Regions from separate parts of the Sus scrofa genome. Here region 2 is linked to region 1. The links are chromatin contacts, called in public Hi-C maps. All regions are on one chromosome and are shown on one strand. The core of a region is the stretch at or near the end of the contact, and the rest is flanking DNA. Distances in the headings are between cores, read along the strand shown.

The links. Hi-C and Micro-C count contacts between places; a contact is called where the count stands out from the background.
Region 2: a contact with region 1 is called in a Hi-C map of liver, with 4 times the contacts expected there. The contact joins the promoter of CEP164 here to the promoter of RNF214 in region 1. A contact is called at or near these places in 3 of 5 promoter capture datasets (fetal skeletal muscle and liver), 10 of 47 Hi-C or Micro-C datasets (brain, embryonic fibroblasts, fetal heart ventricle and 3 more) and 1 of 2 datasets of contacts at active chromatin or transcription factors (alveolar macrophages).

Annotation. Positions count from the first base shown.
Region 1 is chr9:44,595,271-44,601,893 of Sscrofa11.1, reverse strand. RNF214 (RING finger protein 214) reads right to left here and starts at 4,914. Exons shown (of 16, transcript XM_021062882.1): 1 at 4,809-4,914; 2 at 3,183-3,298; 3 at 1,085-1,130; 4 at 620-1,002. The coding sequence starts at 3,224. PCSK7 (proprotein convertase subtilisin/kexin type 7) reads left to right here and starts at 5,345. Exons shown (of 17, transcript XM_021062880.1): 1 at 5,345-5,496.
Region 2 is chr9:44,667,044-44,674,311 of Sscrofa11.1, reverse strand. It overlaps CEP164 (centrosomal protein of 164 kDa), which reads right to left and starts at 3,455. Exons shown (of 32, transcript XM_021062899.1): 1 at 3,304-3,455.

The DNA of each region.
Region 1 (6,623 bases), core at 3,665-6,164:
GTCTGATCCCTGACTTCACTCAGTGGGTTACGAATCCAGCATTGCTAAAAGCTGCAGCATAGGTCAAGGATGCAGCCTGGATCTAGTGTTGCTATGGCTGTGGCACAGGCCAGTGGCTGTGGCTCGGATTCAACCCTTAGCCTGGGAACTTCCATATGTCACAGGTGTGGCCCTGAAAAAAAAAAAAAAAAACAAAACCTGAGATAAGAACCTTAGCCCCTACAAGACACCCATCCTTCCTTCCACGACAAAGCACACCAATCACTAGAAGACAGGATACACTGTACTTCGTAAGATACAGATCAGAGAATTAACAAGGATTCCTACGTAATGACAAAGATGGGAAAAATGAATGCTAATGACCTACACTCATCAATTACTCAGTGAAAGAGACTGTAGGGATGCAGGTCGTGAAGTTCCTAGTTGCCATGATTAGACACTGGCTATTATGTACTGCACACCAGAATGAAGTCATCACAGAGCCGTATGACAGTTGTCAGTAAAAAAACAAGTTAGAGTCACTTTCCACCAACTGTGAAAAAATATCTCCTGCCCTCAAAAAAAAATAATAAATTAAAAGCCCAAATTCCATTTTAATAGTAGAAACTTGATACTTGACCTGGACAGCAATGTTCTGAGAAAGCTTCAGGGAAGAGCTATCCTGATCATCATCCTGTTCCACTCTGACTCCTTCAACCCCATTTGCTGGAGGCACTACGGGTCGGAAATCCAAGCCTGTGTCCCTGCTCCCTTCCTTTAGGACGGAGGCTTGTGGGGCCTTCTCTTCAGGACAATTCCCGGAGGCAGGCTGCTTTGTATGGCACCCTGCCTTAAGAGACCGAGTGCCAGGGTGAGGGCTCTCTCGGAGGCACGTGTCCCCCTCCTCTCCTGCTGTGTTGGCCATGTCCTTCGAATCAGACTGAGACCCACCGCCAGAGAGACAGAGGGCCGTGGCCATCAAGTTTTCTCCTAAAACTGCTCGGTGCGCTGCAGAAGTATCACCTGCCGATGAACCAGGATTCTGCTCTGAGTGCTCCAATTGGGCATTTCTGTTATTCTCCTTGGTTATCGTTTGGCTACTTACACTTGACAGAGACGAGTTCTGGTGCTTCTGTGCAGGGTCTTTGGGGCTATCAAAAACATAAGATAAGAAGTTTCTCTCTTCATCCAATCTTAAAAGAGGCTTACATATATAATACTTTTAACTTAACCACTAGAAGGACAACATTAGATTATATAAACCTCTCCAAATGACCAGAATGAAAAGGAACTTAGTTTCCATCCAGTGATTTTTTTTACCCTACATGCAGGGGGTATCATTGAAGAGCTTGGGTTCTGGAGAGTGTCCACAGTAAGCAATCACACATCAATGACTCTGAAGAGCCAAAAGAATCTTTTTTGGGGGGAGGGGGTCAATTTTAATAATTCTTGGGGATGCAGATGAAATAGCCTAATGTTAGAATATCTAACTTAGGCACATGTACTAATTTAGGTACACATATTTTGATAAACAAAACACTAATTTGAAAACACTGTTTTTATCCTACTCTCATTCAAATTCACTATACAGATCTTTGACCAGAACCAACCACTTTTTGGGTTCTTCAATAGTTATCCAGAACATAGAGTCTTCACTTCAAGTTGCCTGCAATACAGATAATTTCAAATCCAAAATTGAAGCTGCCAGTAGAAATTTGATGCCAGACAACAGGTATGTACAACACTGGAATAGTTGTTTTATTGTTTGCCAGAACCATTTAACATACTGCTTTTAAAAGAGATCTTCAAAACCTATTTACAATGACACCCAACACTCGCAATTGTAAACCTTTCACCCAGGAATAACAACTAAATCTGTATTAAATCTCTTTGCCCTTTTTCAAAAAACTGATTCTGTCAACAGGTGCCTTTAAGCGCCCCCAAGCTAACACTGTTGGAGGCTTCAGGTCATTAGGCCTTTCTTCCCTCAATAGTACCTGCTATTCAAAATAAAACCAAGAGAGCATCTTGTGACATGAAAAGTCTTTAGAAACACTCTATGCTGATTCCTTGCTAGGAGTTAAGTATGGTATGGGGATATGTAATCATAAATTTGGACAGACACAGTACCTGGGTGTGAATCCTAACTCTGCTATTGACTAGTTGTTTGACTCTGGGCAAGCTACTTAACTTCATTTGTGAAACAGAAATAATATGACCTACCTAGTAGGACTATTGTGAGGATTACATGAGATAAAGCATGTGATGTATTTAGCACTTAGTTCTGGCATACAGTAAACAATAAACTTAAGCCGCTATTATTGTTTCTAGTATGTGGCTGATTTTATTTATAAAATGAAGATCCAAGTTTATGGTAAGGTTTACTTAACATTTCCCCCATTACTCACTCACTAACAACCTCTCTGCCACCCCTGGAGTCATACAAGCCTGGGTTCAAACTCTGACTCCAACCTAGCTTAGTAACCTTGGGCAAGTTACTAACCTCTCTGAGGCTCGGTTTTCTCACCTGTAAATGGGAGTAATAGTATTAGCACCTGCCTCCTGGGACTGTTAGGAGAATTCAATGTGTTAACATACACAAAGCTGTTAGTACAGTGTTATCCGCTGCATTAGGTCCTAGATACTGGACAAAAGAGTGGAGGTGGGATGTACAGTCAACCTAGCACAACGTTGTACAAAATAATGTTTTAATCACTGTAAAATGCAAGGTTGGGTAATTAGTTCCTGCCCTCAAGAGTTTAGATAGAAGGCAAAATGCATACATGAGGCAGTGAACCATATTAACAAAGCTATCTATTTATCTAAGGCAGATAGATATAGACGTATGTACCCACGTATCTATATGCTTATACACACAAGAAATACAGAACGACATATATATAGGTATAAGATATAAATGTAGAGTTAAATAAACAGTCCATGTACGCGGGTTTCACATGAGTTTGAACCCCTGCATTCTAATCTATTCAACAAACACTTAGCATGCCTGCTGAGTGTCAGATACTGTGTCAGGTACCAAAAACACAAATATAGATCAGACAGTCCCTACCTTTAAGAAGGTTAATCTAGTGCAATGCCAATGGAGCCAAAAAGGGGAAAGATCAACCACATTTCCATAAGAAGCCCATCTCCAAAGCCCTTTACCCAAATGAAATCTTCCCAGGCAAGAATCCACACATTACCTTAGACCATCTGGGAGACCTTCGTCTGGTTTGGAAGCACATACACTAGAAGAGGAATCCGGAGGACTGGGAGCAGTGGCTACCACACCAGCTACTTCAGATGCCGCCATCATGCTCTAGACGTTCAGAAACAAATTATAGGCTACAACTTCCAAAACTTCAAAACAAATGCATCGTTCCCCCTCAGGATGTCCATACAACAGAGTCATTTCAGAAAAGAAACACAAAGAAAAACTTGGGCTCCAGGAGAAAATACTTGAGTATTTATTCTCTAGCAGGGCATTAGAAGAGCCATTATACTCGATAGGTCCCAGGGGACATCAATCCTCAAACTTATATGTCTTTTTCACTTCAGGAGAATGCCCTCTCACAGACAGCAGATTATATAGACTGTTAAGACTCTTCCAAACGGTGCACATACTTACCTTGTCTCGTATCATTTACAATGGATGTAATTTTTGGCCTAATATCAATAATATCTTATGTTTTAGAATCATTTTACGGCTGTTACATTAAAAGCATCCTCCATTATTTGGAGTAAAGTTTTCTGGAGGTGTTCATGTGGGAGAGAAAAAGCAGTATTTTACCGGGCAATCTTAGTATCTCTCACTTAGACTCTGTGTTGCTGGCAGATGGGAGAAGTTTGACAACCACTGACTGAGAAAAGTACAGACTCTTCAGAGTTACTACCGAGGTGCAGAAGAGTATGAGAATCTTGGTTACTCCAGTACGAAAATGAAAAAAAGAGTAATCCAAGCAAGGGAACTGAGACAGATGCCTTTCTTAGATCAAAAGGTCATCCTTTATGTTGCAGACAAATCACCGCCCTCTACGGTGAAGGGAGAGGAAGAGGGATGTAACACGGGGTTAAATTCTTGTTTTTAATAGCTTCATTTGTACATTCCTAACCCTCGAAAAGCGAGCGCACAGGGTAGACATGGAGGCTGGACTGTGCTAACACTTCAGTCCCAGGCCAGAGACCCCCTGTGCCTCAGTTTCCCCAACATACAAGTCTCCCAGAAGAAAACGGGCCCTAGATCGCCCCTACCGCTAGCTCAGGTGCAAATGCCCTGGCCCATCAGAGCCCGGGCCAGGGTCCTTGGCTCCCGGTAGTCAAAACCAGAGGGCACGGGTCCTCCAAGCAACTCCGCAGCTCAGAGCCCAGAGGAGAGGGGACCAGGGCCATCTGGCAGAGGCTGCGGCGAGGGGCGTAAAGTCGAAAGTGCCAAGGAAAACCCGGTACCACAAGCCGGCGGCGACCACCAGCTAGACGGCGACGCCAGTTGCGACTGGTCCTCAGGAGATCCGGGGACTGACGCGAAGGGGACAATGGGGGGAAGCCGCGCCGGGTGGTCCCGGCGGCAGTCCACAGGGGGCTGGCCCAGTGGGCTGCTTCCTCCTGCCAGAGCCCCTCCAAACCTTGCCCCCCGCCCCCCTGCGCCGCCTGGCTGCCAGCCCCCGTCCCACTTCTAGGCCAGGACCCCAGCCCCCGTCCCCGCAGCTCCCTCCACGCCCCCCGGCCCGATCCCCCGCCCCTTGCGCCACTGCCCCCGGCCCTCGCACCCGCCCCGCACACACCTCCCGCGCCGCGCCTCCGGGAGGGAAGGGGGGAGGGACGGGACGCACCTGAGCGGGCGGAGCGGGGGGAGGGGGCGGCCGAGCTTGGGGGGAGGGGTCGAGCGCCGGCCCGCGCGCGACACCTCCCACTTCCGGCGGCACGAGCGGCGGGGGCGAGGCTCGGCCAGGAGAGGAGAGGCCGCGGTGGCACCGCGCCGCCCCCGACGGCGCCCTCTGGCGGCGGGAGCCGGCACCGTGAGGGGACGCGGACACTGCGGAAGCCCTTAAGATACTAGTGGACTCTCCCGGGGCGCAGGGACGAAAGGAGATGTGACCTCCGGAAGAAAGGAGACGTGGTGAAGGGAGGGCCGCCTTTAGGAGGATTACAGAGAGAGGGGATCATGGCGATCAGAGAGAGAGGTGTTTTTGGAGGTTACAGCAGAGATGCCTTTTCTCTGGCCAAGAAGGAGAGGACCGTCTGTCTGGAGAGGGTCTCTCTTGGAGATGCCCGAAGTTGGGGCGGTGGGCCCTGAGAGGAGCGCCCACCACACCCGCACGCTGCTCTTTCAGTAGAGGATGCCCGAAGGAACCGGCCCCCTAGCGCCGGCTGCTCCCGGCGGGTCGGCCCGGCCCGAGGACCCGCTGCTGATTGGCTGAGCTGCCGGGCGGAAGTGATGCTACTGTCACTGGCTCCTCAGGTTCCCGGGAAGCCGCGAGTTTCCGCAGGGAGGCGGCGGCAGCAGCTGCGGCCGGGCCGGTGAGTTGGGAACTCGGTGGGGGCGAGGCATTGGAAGTCCGAGTGGCCTGGAACTGGGGGCGGCCGGTGTCCGAGGGTGAAAGAGCTGCACAAAGGGCGCCTTCAGTCCCGGCGTGGGGGAGCCCAGGAAGACTGGGCCACGGGGTCTTGGATTCCAGGATAGTATGGGTTCTCTGAGGAGAGGGCCACATTGCACGGGGCAATCAAGGCTAGGGAGGAGGAAGCCAATGAAACTGAACCCGGTACCGGCAGCTTGGTTTCTAGGAACAGGTTGCGAGGAGGACAGGGTCTTGGGAGCCAAGTCTTGAACTTGGGGCTGCCTGTATCTTCCTCTTCTCTTAGCACCTAAGAGCTGCAAAGACACGCCTAGCAGTTGGGTGAAGTTGAGATCTGCTTTCAGATTAAGGTTCCATTCCCAGAAGCCTAGGATGGGAGGGTCAGGAGTAAAGCACTGCTCCGCCAGAGGGAGTGGAGGCCATGGTGGTCAGGTTTCTCCTCTCTTTGGGAAATCTGTGAGCTCCACTGAGACTGTAAGAGCCTGCCTAGTTGGATCACTATCAAGGCTAGCCAGATTTTGTTTTGCTTAGTAAGGTATGCAGACTGGGAAAGAGAGCTGACTATCTTGGACAGTCAAGGCTGCTGGAGGGTGGAGAACCTAAAAGGAAAAGAGAGGAGATATGCAGCTTTTTGGAGGGAAATGTTAGGTGGCAGAAGTTCCCGTCTCCCTTTCCAAAGAGACTTCGGTAAAATGCCCATGTTTCTGTAATGTTTTGAGACTGATCCAATCGGATATGTGTGTAAGCACTAAGCCCTGCCTCTCCCCATAGAGATCAGATGCTTCTAAAGGAGCCCAGTCACCCATAGGTACATACATGTTCTACCACCATTCACCTGTCCTTGTCCCCACAGTTGCCCACCAGTTCTAATTTGGCCCATCTATCAACCACAGGTGGCAGTCCCCCATTCCAGGGTTGAGCCCTCACTCCTAAGCCACCTTGCTGAGCTAGTGGCTAAGGGTAGCCCTTTAGTGCTGCTTGCCAGTCACCCCTGCTCCCCAGGGTTCCCACTTGCCTCTCTTCAGTTCTGTGTGCATTCTTGGGTTTTGTCTAATTCCCCTGCCACCTGCC
Region 2 (7,268 bases), core at 2,206-4,705, 74 kb before region 1:
AGTGCCTGGCATAGTTCCTGGGACACAAAACTGTTAAATAAAGTAACAGTATTACTAGAGTTAGATGTCAATTTCACAGTTAGACCATTCTTAACTATGAACAGGTCTTTCTCAAGATTAAGCCAAAAATTATTTCTAAGAAATTTCCTCCCATTTGTCCTGTTCTACACTCTGGACCCACAGAACACCCGAGGCATCTCTACTCCAAGCTAAGTATCCCCAGCTCCCTTCAATACATGTCACTGTCTCCCAATCCCTCGACACCGTGGTCTGATGTGATGGGCAGAGCCAAAAAGTTTTCCACGCCTGCATGCTAACAGACCACACACGCACACACGCACACACGCATACTTAGGGTTCCCTGAATATTTACTTCTTCCACCTTGCTTGAACAATTATGAAGTTAATTTGCCACAGAAAAAGAAAAGATTAATTGGAGAAGGCACTGAGGAGAACGTGGAAGACATAAGAGTTGATTACGCAGGGGTAATGAGCACAGGGTTTTAGAACATTCTTGGCGTTGGATCTCAGCTCTGCCATTTACCAGCTGGGCAAGATGCCCTAGTTTTCCTTATCTGTAAAGTGGGGATAATAATAATGTCTAAAAGAACTGTGAGGATTAAATGAGTCAATACATGTAAAATACTCAAAACATAGTAAGATCTCAAATGTTGGTTGTTGTTATTCTCATTCACTTATTTAAAGGGCTACTCTATATTCTTCCAGAGGACAGATCTAGTACCAGGACTATAAAGCGGAGGCCATTTAGACACCTAACAAGCACTTACTGAACACCTGTCAGGGCTACAAACCTGATAACACTCTAGCTCAGCCTACTTGTGAAGCCACATATTTAAACACGTGACTATATAGCATATTAAGTGCATCCTAACAGAAAATATAACAGAACACAGAAGCAAAGGCAATCAGAGTAGAGGACCATGGAGATGGTTCTTGAGGGATAAGCAGGAGTTCACACGATAAGGGAGTAAGGTTATTTGAAGCAGAAGACAGCATTGGAGTTCCCGTCGTGGCGCAGTGGTTGACGAATCCGACTAGGAACCATGAGGTTGTGGGTTCAGTCCCTGGCCTTGCTCAGTGGGTTAAGGATCCGGCATTGCCGTGAGCTGTGGTGTAGGTTGCAGACGCAGCTCGGATCCCGCGTTGCTGTGGCTCTGGTGTAGGCCAGTGGCTACAGCTCTGATTCGACCCCTAGCCTGGGAATCTCCATATGCTGCGGGAGCGGCCCAAGAAATAGCTAAAAAGACAAAAAAAAAGAAAAAAAAAAGACAGCATTAACAAAGGCAAAGAGGCAGAAGAGAGTATATATGTGGTAGTTGCGGGGAATTAATGATGACAACAAAAGCTTATATTCCAAGAACTGTACTAATTCTATATATATACATCATCTCATCTCAACCTCTCAGCTGAATAGAGATTATTACCCCTCTTCAAAAAAGAAAACTCAGCAAGTTTTTAAAATTTTTTTTTTAAAACTGCCCAAGGTTTCACTGCTAGTAAATGGCATAGCAGAACATGAATGCATCCACATCTGACTCCAAAGCCCTGGGTTCCTAACCATTCTGACATGACCAGCCACAAGGGACAATGGGAGGGGTGGCAGGAGCAAGAACGACATTGGAAGGCAAGGAAGGGGCTTCGGAGGCTTGAGGCTGAATCCTATATATGATGAGGAGCCATCACAAAATTTCACAAAGGAGAGTGGCCTGACCAAATCTGTAGTTTAGACGGATGAGTCTGACAGCTATGTAGAACTAACTGGAGGAGGGCAAGAACAGGGGCACAGGGGTCACTTAGAAAGTTATCCTGGAGTTCCCACCGTGGCATGGTGTGTTATGAACCCAACTGCAGCAGCCTGGGTCGCTGCAGACCCAGTGCGGGTTCAATCCAGCCCAGTGCAGTGAGTTAAAGGATCCGGCGTTGCTGTAGCTGCCGCATAGATCACAGCTGTGGTGTGGATTCAATCCCTGGCCCAGGAATGTCAATATGCTGCAGGTGTGGCCATAAAATTTATTCAGAAAAGAAAAAAAAAAAAAGAGGCATTCCCAGCATGGCTCAGCAGTAACTAATCTGAAGAGTATCCATGAGACACAGGTTCCATCCCTGGCCTTGCTCAGTGGATTAAGGATCCAGCATTGTTGTGAGCTGTGGTGTAGGTCGCAGACATGGCTCAGATCTGCGTGGCTGTAGCTGTGGCACAGGACAGCCGCTACAGCTCCAATTTGACCCCTAGCCTGTCAACCTCCATATGCCCCAGGTACGCAACCTGCCCCCAAAAAAGCAAAAAAAAAAAAATTATCCTGAAGACACAAGCAAGAAATTATGAATTGTCAGTGGCTGTGACAATGGAAAGGAAGGCCAGATTCCAGGGATATCAGCAGGCAGAAACCCAGTACTTGATGTCTGCAGCAAGTGAGGGAGAGGCAGGTGGCCAGTCTCAGCAAGTATATTGTGATTGTTCACATCTATCCCTCGCCCGACAGCCCCATCCAGCGTGCTGCCTAGATACAGGAAATGTCCAGCAAATGTTTGCTGCATGTATTAGAAGAATGAATTCCCGGTGCCGAAACGACCGAGTTAAGGGTGAAGTCCTTCAATAGGAAGGCTGGGGCCGCATTCAGTTGGGGATGATCAGTAAGCAAGTCGGAGTTCAGGAAAAGGGATCTGGCAGGAGCCATAGTTTGGGAGTAACCGTTAAGTAGACAGTAACTGAAACTCTAGATGAAATCACCCAGGAGTGTGGTGAGTAGAAAGGACGGGCCTGCAAAGGCCGATGAGCGGGGGCTGGGTTAGGAAACCCGGGAGAAAGGAGTTATGCACGAAAAGTGAGGGGAGTAGTTCCAGGCGGAGAAGGCAGATTTCTGAATCAACTCAAGGAAAGGAAAAAAACGAAAACAAAAAAACTTCTCCAGCTGGCCAAAGGACGGCAGAGATTGGGCCAGCCGTGATTCGGATATGTGGGGAAGCGTCCCCACCGGAAAGATGTTCAAGCAGGGTTCAGAAAGACCGCCTCGCAAACTAACTCGGAACAGGGCAAACAAACGAACACCCCCGCAAGCTCACACTCGTCGCCCAGGGCCGATTCTCACCGCTCCGCCAGCACTGCCCTTCCACCACTCATATTTTGGAAAAAGGCGCACTGACCCAACCCTATCTTCACTTCTTCCCTCAGTTCCCGCCCACACTCGTGCACATCCCGCTCAGTAGCACACAAGTGTGCCTCGACTCTCCCGCTTCCCTTCTTTCCCCACCAGCCAACCCCTCCCTCGAGGGTGTCCTCACCTGGCCCCCACCCCGGGAGACCCTGGACGCTGGCTCCCGGCTCCGAACAGCTTCCCCAGCACCACCCCGGCTCCCCGCTTCCAGGGACGCCGGGGTGTTGCCTTGCAGCGGCCAACAACCACTTCCGGAAAGGGTAACAACCTAGCAACTGAGAGTCCTGCCTCTACCCGCAGATAATAGGTCGCCGAATACGAACTCTAGCATTGGATTGGTTAGAGGTCCCGTCAGCTCACGTAGGCGGGCTGCACGTTTCCCATTGCACGATGGGAGACGTAGTCCAAGATAGTTGTGGTTCTGCAAGGGATTAAAAGAGTTCTGAATTTAGGTATGAGGGGAATTTCTTCCCGGGCAGGAAAAGCTCATTCACGATGATTGACAGTAATGTGAATTAACTACACAAAAAAGGCTCGCAGGTGCTATGCGTACATCATTGAACCTACCCAGGAGTTATGAGACCACTGTCCATCTTTTTACCAGAGCTCAGGGCTCAATTTGCATGTCTGCTAAAAAGGAATAAATATCTGCCATAACTATTTCACAGAGTCTGTTTAAGGAGAAAAAAAATTGGCACAGTGTGTAGCCCTTCCACACACCCTGTCTGGCAGAAAGTTTGCTACTAACGTAATTTCAAAATCTTTAGTTTTGTTTGCACAAGGGCAAATCTTCCTGTCTCTCATGTGTCCTCAACCTCTGGGAGAAGTTAAGAGGAGCAAAGACAGCTCTGGCCATTACATCACTGGGAAAACTGGGACGCTGAAAAGTGAAAAGGTACTCGTTTGGAGAGGAGGATGGAGCACCTGGAGCAGCTCTTGACAGGCTCCGCTGTGGAGACGCACCTGACCCTGCTAACTAACTCCTGAAACTAGTCCCAGCACCACTCAAACCTGATGCCAGAATGGGGAACTCAGACTGCTGTTCCTGTGGATCCCAAAGCAGATATCCAGAATGTATTTTTCATGTTTATCTTCAGATCTTTTCTGTGGCAGTTTGGCCTGTACTTCCTTTTTTCTGCCGGCAGATGACAAATCACGGCTCCCCTTCCCCTTCCACACTCCTTAAAAGTCTTGCAGAGGGCCCAAGGGACCAGACTGGGAAGGGACTCTGAGAGGGCATCAGTTTCTCCACCACAGACCCTGCATAAAACCGAGATTCAAAAACCTTTTGCATATTTTGTCACTTTATCCAAGAACTTGCAATCCATGTAGTCGACATTAATTGCCATCAAAACTCTTAACTTTCGTTCCTTAGTTTGTGTCCCTTATTCTCCCATGGGGAAAGCTAATAAAATAAAGGTTACTCTGGAATTAATGAGTTTACCCCAAATAGATAAGCAATTTGCATTTTATCAGGTTTCCCTATAGGTTTGCACTCAGAAATGCAAACTAATTTTTAAATGCCCTTAGGCAAATACAATTAAGAAAGCAAGTCTTTGGGGGAAAATAACAAAAATGACATACCAATTGATATGCCAGTAATATACTCAATGAGTGAGGAAGAGACTGAGAACTTCACACGTGTAGATTATTTTCCACAGTCAAGAATGAGCAGTTAGGGGTGATTTTTTTTTCAAAGATGAGGAAGGAAAAAACCAAGTCAGTCCCAAATTTTATGCCCTACTCCCCAGTCAGAAACTCCACTGTTAGAACTTTTCCTTCTCTTTTCATACTGTTTATGTGTAATATACAGAAACGAATCACATAATGAGAAAGACACTCAAGTCTACCATTTTTTTAAAGAGTATATAAAGATGTGAAATGTTCCCTCTACACTTTCAATCCGCCTTGTTTAAAATTGCAAACTCCCCTTCCAGCTTCCTTTTCTGCTTTATTTTTCCCCATAGCTCTTATTACCATCTGAAATACTCTGTAATTTATTTCTTTATTGTCTGTCTTCCTGCATGGGAATGAAGCTATGTGAGGATAGGAATTTTGTCCATTTTATTTATTGTCATGTCCTTAGTGCTTTAAACAGTGCTTAGCATGTGCTATTTGCTGAATGAATGAATGAATGAATGAGCAGAAGGAAGGAATGACTCCCACACTTCAGAGGAAACCACTGTTGACCTTTGTGTTCCCACCTTCACTGAAGACTTTTTAATGCTTATGCAGACGTAAATTTATATGCATACATGTAAATGCACGTGTGCATACTTTTTAATTTTTACAGAAATGAGATCATAACATACATATTGTTCTTCAATGTGCTCCTCTCATTTACCATGTCATAAACAATTTCCAAAATGCGTTCATAAATTACTCCTTTTTTTTTTATCTTTTAGGGCCTCACACGAGGCATATGGAGGTTCCCAGGCTAGGGATCCAATCAGAGCTGTAGCCTCCAGCCTATACCATGGTCACAGCAATGGCAGATCCGAACCACAACTGCAACCTATACCACAGCTCATGGCACGCCGGATCCTTAACCCACTAAGTGAGGGAGGACAGGGATCGAACCTGCGTCTTTGTGGATACCAGTCAGATTCATTTCCGCTGAGCCACGGCAGAAACTCCTACTCCATTCTTTATAATGTTTACATGGGCTTCCATTACTTAAACGTCTCATGTCCATATTGACAATCATTGTTTTTTGCTTCCAACTTCTATCCAAAGTTTTGATGTTGTAAATGATGCTAAAAATGTTGTTGGATTTTTGTTGGCGAGGATCCTAGAAGTGATTTTGTTCAGAGTTTACATTTTTTACATTTTAACAGATATTGCCAAATTTCTCTCTAAAAATGGAGTGATTTACAGTTCAACCAACACCTTCACCAACACTAAATATTACCAAAGTGAGAGGCAAAAAAATGATAGTATCTAAATATTGTTTTAATTGGATTCTTTCACTGCTAATATAGTTGAACTTTTTTCATATGTTTATTGACTATTTAAATTTCTTCCATCAAGTACCTGTTAACATTCTTAGTTCATATTCTACCAGGTTATTGGGGTTTTTTATTGACTTGTAGAAGCTCTTTGTATGCTATGGACATTTACCCTTTGTCTATTGTGTGATAAATGTTGTTTCCTAGTCTATCTTTTAACTGTAAATGTCATTTTTCTCAGAAGTTGTAGCAGTAAAAACACTAATAGCTAAACTTTATTGAGTACTACAATATGCCAGGCACTGTTCTAAATGCTTTACGTGGAGTATCTCATTTAATTTCTACATTTCAAAGTATATGCTATTGTTATCCCCTTTTTACAAAGGAGAAAATTGAAACACAGAAAGAATAAGTAACTTAGCCTGGAGTCTCCCAGTTACTAAGTGGCAGAACCAGAATTAGAATACTAGAAATCTGATTCTACAGAATTTTTAAAAACTTAAGTAGTCAAGCCTGTGCAATTTTTTAAAAAAATGTTCTAGAGTTCTTTGGTGGCACAGTGGGTTAAGGACCTGGCATTGCCACAATCTGTGCCACAACAGATTCAGTTCCTGGCCCAAGAACTTCCACATGCAGCAGGCCAAAAAGAAAGAAAGAAAGAAGGAAGGAAGGAAGGATGAAAGGAAGAAAGAGAGAAAAGTATCTTCTAAATTTTGTTAGAAAGACTTTCTTCAACATAAGTTTTTTTTTTTTTTTGGTTTTCAGGGTCATGCCTGCAGCACATGGAAGTTCCCAGGCTAGGGGTCGAATCGGAGCTGCCTTACACCACAGCCATAGGATCTCGAGATCCAAGGCATGAACATAAGATTATTAAAATAGTCTACTTTTTTCTATAGGTTTTTTTATTGGGGACAGGTCACACCTGTGGCATATGACAGTTCCCAGGGAGCAAACCCAAGCCACAGTAGTGACAACACCAGATCCCTCACCTGCTGCACCACCAAGGAACTTCTTATAGTTTTATTTTTAATGTTAAGCTCTTTGACTTATCTGGAGTTTATTTTTAGATGAGATAGGAATTTAATTTCTTTCCTTCCAAAGTGCAGCCAGTTGTCCCAACACCGGTTATTAAATAGTGTATCTA